2 separate regions of the Sus scrofa genome follow, and region 2 is linked to region 1. The links are chromatin contacts, called in public Hi-C maps. All regions are on one chromosome and are shown on one strand. Each heading gives the region's core, a stretch centred on a gene start, on an enhancer-like site or on the middle of the called end of the contact. The rest is flanking DNA. Distances are from core to core; before and after follow the strand shown. Region 1 holds the start of DSC2 (desmocollin-2). Region 2 has its middle 55 kb from the start of DSG1.

What was found. A called contact is a pair of places that touch in the nucleus more often than the background predicts.
Region 2: a Hi-C map of liver shows a contact between it and region 1, with 9 times the contacts expected there. The contact joins the enhancer-like site here to the promoter of DSC2 in region 1. A contact is called at or near these places in 1 of 5 promoter capture datasets (liver), 6 of 47 Hi-C or Micro-C datasets (epiblast stem cells, heart right ventricle, liver and 1 more) and 1 of 2 datasets of contacts at active chromatin or transcription factors (alveolar macrophages).

Annotation. Positions count from the first base shown.
Region 1 is chr6:115,019,979-115,022,871 of Sscrofa11.1, reverse strand. It overlaps DSC2 (desmocollin-2), which reads left to right and starts at 1,540. Exons shown (of 17, transcript XM_021096210.1): 1 at 1,540-2,121. The coding sequence starts at 2,053.
Region 2 is chr6:115,180,942-115,183,879 of Sscrofa11.1, reverse strand. No RefSeq gene overlaps it. Among named protein-coding and RNA genes, the nearest start is that of DSG1, 55 kb to the left of the region's middle. Within about 2 kb of position 1,464, at least 9 of the 83 cell types and tissues checked have an H3K27ac peak or open chromatin away from gene starts, as enhancers often do. A contact at or near this core is called in liver, where this site is marked.

The sequences.
Region 1 (2,893 bases), core at 291-2,790:
TGGTGATGGCGCATGAATAGATTTCTCAAACCTGAAACTAGCTTGCTTCTCTTCCCCTGGAAAGCTGCATGCTAGAGATCACGGGATCATCTCATCATTAATAGGATGAGGTGTGTTCATGACATCACTGCTGGAAAAACAAGAGGGTTAAAAAATATGGAAACAGAAGGATGTCAACCACAGTCTCATGCTGATGACCCAGGCTTATTTCACAAGCAAAGGTTCGATGATGAATTTTATAAGTATGGAGACAACGGAACAACTCATTATGTGTCATGTAATAATAAAATAGAGCAAGGGACTAAAACATAGAATGTAAAGTAGGCACTGTGTGACAATGCTTTGGAATTTAAGTACCTGGTCAATGATGAAAAAATTTTGGTAGAACGGAATTAGGATGTACATGTTTTCAAGAGCTGAAATGTGAGCATCATGGATGGCTTTTCAAACAGGTTTCTCCACACATCCTTGTGGAATCAAACCAAAAGAGATGGAACAGACAAGTTTCTCCTTTGTGGTCAGACTTCCCCGATTTAAACCAGTAATTGAAAAGAGGTGCAGGAGGATGAGTCAGAATTCCCCGTCACTGCTTTCTGAAGAGCTGCAAAGCATACTGCTTTTATATTTTAATCTTTCAGGTTAAGCACTGCTATAATTCAGTTAGTTTAAGTATACTTCAAACCAAACCATACATTTCATCCTATTCTTTTCCTTTTCTTACCTCAAGCTCTGGTTTTGGTGGTGAGAAAGGAAGAGAGAAATCTCTGCTAGTCTGAGTCCAATTTAGTAGGTTAAGTTATAAGGTCAGCAGGTTGGCTTCATTGTGACAAGCAAAAGTCTTGAGGAAAATCAGTAGGTCACATTTAGCCAACGCCTAGGAACTCGAAAGATGTATTTTCTGGAGTAAGTCACTCTTGATGCCTAGATTCCCTTATCAACTGATTAATTAATTAATTAACTAATGTTCTTGTATCACTGCCATGCTGACCATGAAATTTTTTTCTTTTTTTTTTTTTTTTTTTAAAGACAAAATCAGGAGTTCCGGTCATGGTGCAGTGGTTAGCGAATCCGACTGGGAACCATGAGGTTGCGGGTTCGATCCCTGCCCTTGCTCAGTGGGTTAAGGATCCGGCGTTGCCTGTAAGCTGTGGTGCAGGTTGCAGACGCGGCTCGGATCCCGCGTTGCTGTGGCTCTGGCGTAGGCCGATGGCTACAGCTCCGATTGGACCCCTAGCCTGGGAACCTCCATATGCCCCGGGAGCGGCCCCAGAAAAGGCAAAAAGACAACATAATTAAAATAAAAATAAAAAATAAAAGGCAAAATCAAACCCACAACCAAATAAGACTCCCAAAAGGTGTGGCACAGATGAAAACCCTGTCTGAACTGCACTTGGATGTCTGCAGTAGTCCAGCAAAAAAGGTATAAAACAATCTCGCTGGAGTCAACCCTTGAACAGCTGTGACACAAAACGCTACCTCTCCAGCTCCCCGGCGGCCTCTGCGCTTCTCAAAATGACCCCAGCGCTCTGGGCGGAGTCGCAGCCGGGAGCGCGCCCGGGTCCGCGCCCCCTCCTGCGGCCCAGCGCGCTCGGGGAGTGAGTCTTTGTACAGTCAGGGCTTCTGCTGGGCAGGGCCAGCTGTTAATCCTCCAGGCGGACACCGGGGCGGGGGGGGGAGATGGGGCATATAGGTGGCGTCCGCCCGTGAGAAACACCTAAGCGCAGGTAAAAGGGTGGCGGCCAGAGGGAGTTCCCACCTGTTGCCGTTCTTCCAGAAATGAAGACTTAAGGAAATACCAAGGAGGGGCCGATCGGTGTCTTTCGGACGCGCCTGTAACCCCACCCTCGGTCAGAGGAAAAGCCCCTGGGCTGAGAGGCAGGAGCTTCAGAAAAACCGAGAAGAAAAGCAGCTCCCTCCGCGCGCCGCCTTTTCTGCCTCGCACTCAGGCGCGGCCGGCCCAGCCTGCGCCCCGGTCGCGGCCCTTCACTCCGCCGCGCCCTCCCACCCCGGCCTCTAAGTGCCCCGGCCGGCGACCTGCCCCCGAGTCCTCCGATGGCGCCAGCCCGATCCACGGGCTGCCTGAGCGGAGCCCTCTGCCGACAACTCCTGCTGACCCTCTCGGTGAGCCGGCTCACGGGACGGCGCGCGGTCCCGCGATGGGGGAGAAGGGGAAAGTCTGGGAGCAGGGGTCCGTGGGGGTGGCGGGCCAGGCAGGGGGTCGGGGGCCTGGGGCTGGCTGGAAAAATGCAGTTGTCTGGGATGGGGGAGGGCAGTCAGAAAGAGGAGGGCGACCTGGGCGCCCCGATCCCGCAAGAGAGAAGGGTGTCTCCGGCAGATGTAATCAGCGCAGGCAGAGGAGGCAGCGACGGCAAACGCCCTTCGAAAACCTTGGCCGCTGGGTACGAGCTAGAGAACGCCGCGCGCCCGCGCTGCTTCTCCACGTCTCGCGCACCACCAGGAGCCGGGCAGTCTGTCCCCCTCAGTGCTGGTTCTGGCTGCGGACAAGGCGAGCGACCGAAAGCGCAGATTCTTGAGGGACAGAGAGGAAAGAGAGGACTGGGCACCTTTCTGGGGGTTGATCTTAAAGTGGGGGTGGGGGTGGGGGGGAGTAAAGAATTGGGGGAAGGGTGCAGTCTCGACCCTCGGCGGGTGAAGAAAGCAGATAGGAGGGCCTTAGGTGGTCCTTTGTACCTTTCCTATTGTTCGTCAGCTTGTGAGGTTTCTTTCTCCTTTTATTTTTGGGGAAATGGTCGTCCGGATCTCTTGCCCCGGGGGTCTCTGGATTCTTCTCTCCCACCCCACCTCCCCGCCCTCTGGTTCTAGTTTTTTTTTCTCACTTTCGAGAATCCTGTAGCAACGACCCCACCTACCTAAAGCTGGGAGAAGAAAAGAG
Region 2 (2,938 bases), core at 215-2,714, 160 kb before region 1:
TTATCTCTGAACCCAAGTATGCTCATTTGTAAAACTGAATAAATACTTTTTCCGTGGAGTTTCTGTGATATTTACATGAAAGTCACTATTTGCTCAACATGTAAAAACAAAACTATTTAATTGGCCTATGCCAGATTTTTATTCCAGTTATTATGACCTACTTTATTAGAATTTATGATCACATTGCTCTTAAGTGGGTTAAGTATTTATTTCATGTCAACTAAGACACTTAGGAAATTTACTTATACGTAACAATTTAGCCCTTCACTTAGGAGATGATCAAAAAGGAAATGGAGTCTATTGACTTGGTGGAAGATAAAGGGGAGCAGGGCATGGGATCAAGCTCCCGATTTGAATTTTGGCTTCTTCACTTAATTATTGTGAAACCTTGGGGAAGTTACATAAATTCTCTAGACCTTGATTTCTCATCTATAAAATGAGGGGACTATTATTACCTGCTTCTGCTTTTGTGAAGATTAAATGCGAAAAGGAATGTGACATTCTTAGCAGTGTCTAGCACTAGAAATCTCATAACGAATGTGTCTATTGTCATCTTCTACATTATATTCGGTTAGTTGTAGAAAACAAATGATCTGGTAGCCTTGTTTTGTACATAGTCTACAACTGACCTTTAAACTTTACTTAACTGATTACGTCAATTTAAGGATCGCACTTTTTTTCCTTTGGCCAGTTATCCTTTGTGAGTGTCAATACTTTCTAAGCACATAGAACATGTGTATATGTGCATGCAAGTGTGCGTGCATTCAGACACACAAACACACACACACACACACCCACCCCAAATGTGCAAAGATAGTTAGTTTAGTTTTTAAGACAATTTAAATATTTTCATTTAATTTTTTACTTATAAGAGAATCTTCTGTTTTATAAACAAAGGAAAGAAGCCCAGAGTCCCATTTCCAGTTGATCATACTCTTTAAAACCGTAAGGTAGTACGCAGGCAGTTGCTTCATCCACTTGCAAGTAACTTAAATAGGCTGTGAACTGCTTATAATTACATGTGTTTATAAATATAAAACATCCATATGCAGATGAATAAAATGTGTTCTCAGCACATCTCAATGTGCATTCTTTTGCCCAGAGAAAGCAAAGCTTGTTAAATAATTAAAACAACTGTGAGTGACTAGTTGAACTTTAAGTCCAGTGGAAGGGACCAGCCTCTGATAAGAGAAGAATGCAGATCTGTTTTTCAGAGTGAGAAATGTTAAGGAGGTGCAGTTTGCTTTGTAAATAACAACTATAGGAGTTTTCTGATGGCCTAGGGAGTTGAGGCTCCTGCTTCCTCACTGCTGTGCCTCTGGTTGCTCCTGTGTGGTACAGGTTGGATCCTTGCAACTCTCATTTTAAAAGAATAAATAAAATAAAGGAATTCCCATCGTGGCTAAGTGCAACAAACCTGACTATTATCCATGAGGACACGGGCCTTGCTCAATGCGTTAATGATCCGACGTTGGCATGAGCTGTAGTGTAGGTCACAGACACTGCCCGGATCTGGTGTTGCTGTGGATGTGGCTGTGGCTGGTGGCTACAGCTCCGATTTGCCCCCTAGCCTGGGAATTTCCATATACCACAGGTGCAGCCCTAAAAAGACAAAATAAAATGAAATAAAAATAACAACTGTGATGAAATAGAAAAACAGAAATGTGTGCTAAAACATTATTTGCTTCAAACAATCTTCTATTTCTATTCTATATACAGATTTCCAAAAGTCCTAGTTTAAGAATAATTTAGTAGGAGTTCCTGTCGTGGCGCAGTGGTTAACGAATCCGACTAGCAACCCTGAGGTTGCAGGTTCGGTCCCTGCCCTTGCTCAGTGGGTTAACGATCCGGCGTTGCCGTGAGCTGTGGTGTAGGTTGCAGACGTGGCTCGGATCCCGCGTTGCTGTGGCTCTGGCCGTAGGCCAGTGGCTACAGCTCTGATTCGACCCCTAGCCTGGGAACCTCCATATGCCGCGAGAGCGGCCCAAGAAATGGCAAAAAGACAAAAAAAAAAAAAAAGAATAATTTAGTAGAAAAAGATATTCAGTCTTTTAAAATGTGAAAGAAAGCTTTTAAACCTTCTTGGGAAAACATTTATTAGATGTATAGATATAAATTCGAACTAAGAAACCACAGTCTTCTTTCCTGACTCCAGTAGATACACGGTGCCATAAGAGAGCATAAACTTCCTCCCCTCTAGCTTTGGGCATGTACAGCCATCCTTTCTGTTACTCATTCAGAATTGTTGCCAGCACTCTTACATTGAAACTTGAGAATTGAAAGTCTCTAAAATCCTAGAAAATCCACAGATGCCTTGGAAATTCTTCTTCTTGTCTGGGCAATCTCTCTTTTTTTTTTTTTTTTTTTTTTTTTGTCTTTTTGCCATTTCTTTGGGCTGCTTCCGCGGCATATGGAGATTCCCAGGCTAGGGGTCGCATCGGAGCTGTAGCCATCGGCCTACGCCAGAGCCACAGCAACGCGGGATCCGAGCCACGTCTGCAACCTACACCACAGCTCACGGCAATGCCGGATTGTTAACTCACTGAGCAAGGCCAGGGACCGAACCGCAACCTCATGGTTCCTAGTCGGATTCGTTAACCACTGCTCCACAACGAGAACTCCTGGGCAATCTCTTAAAGTTATGTGTCGCTTTGGGTTTTACTGTTCCTCAGCCTCAGCAGAATCCATTTAACAGGGGTTTGGGGAAAGGGGGGCAGAAGTCTGGTTGAGCACAAATCTTTAGAACTTTAGTAGGGGAAGAAGATCTGGTCCTATTGTACCTTGTCAAGAGTTTGGAGCTTCTGGGTTCAGAAAATATGCTTAAAGCACATCTGAATACCAAGAGGTACACTGGAGGAAATATTTGGAGATTCCTTATTTTGTTCTATAACCTGCTCTCGAATTATGGGTGTGCAGCTCAGGAAACACAGTAAACTTG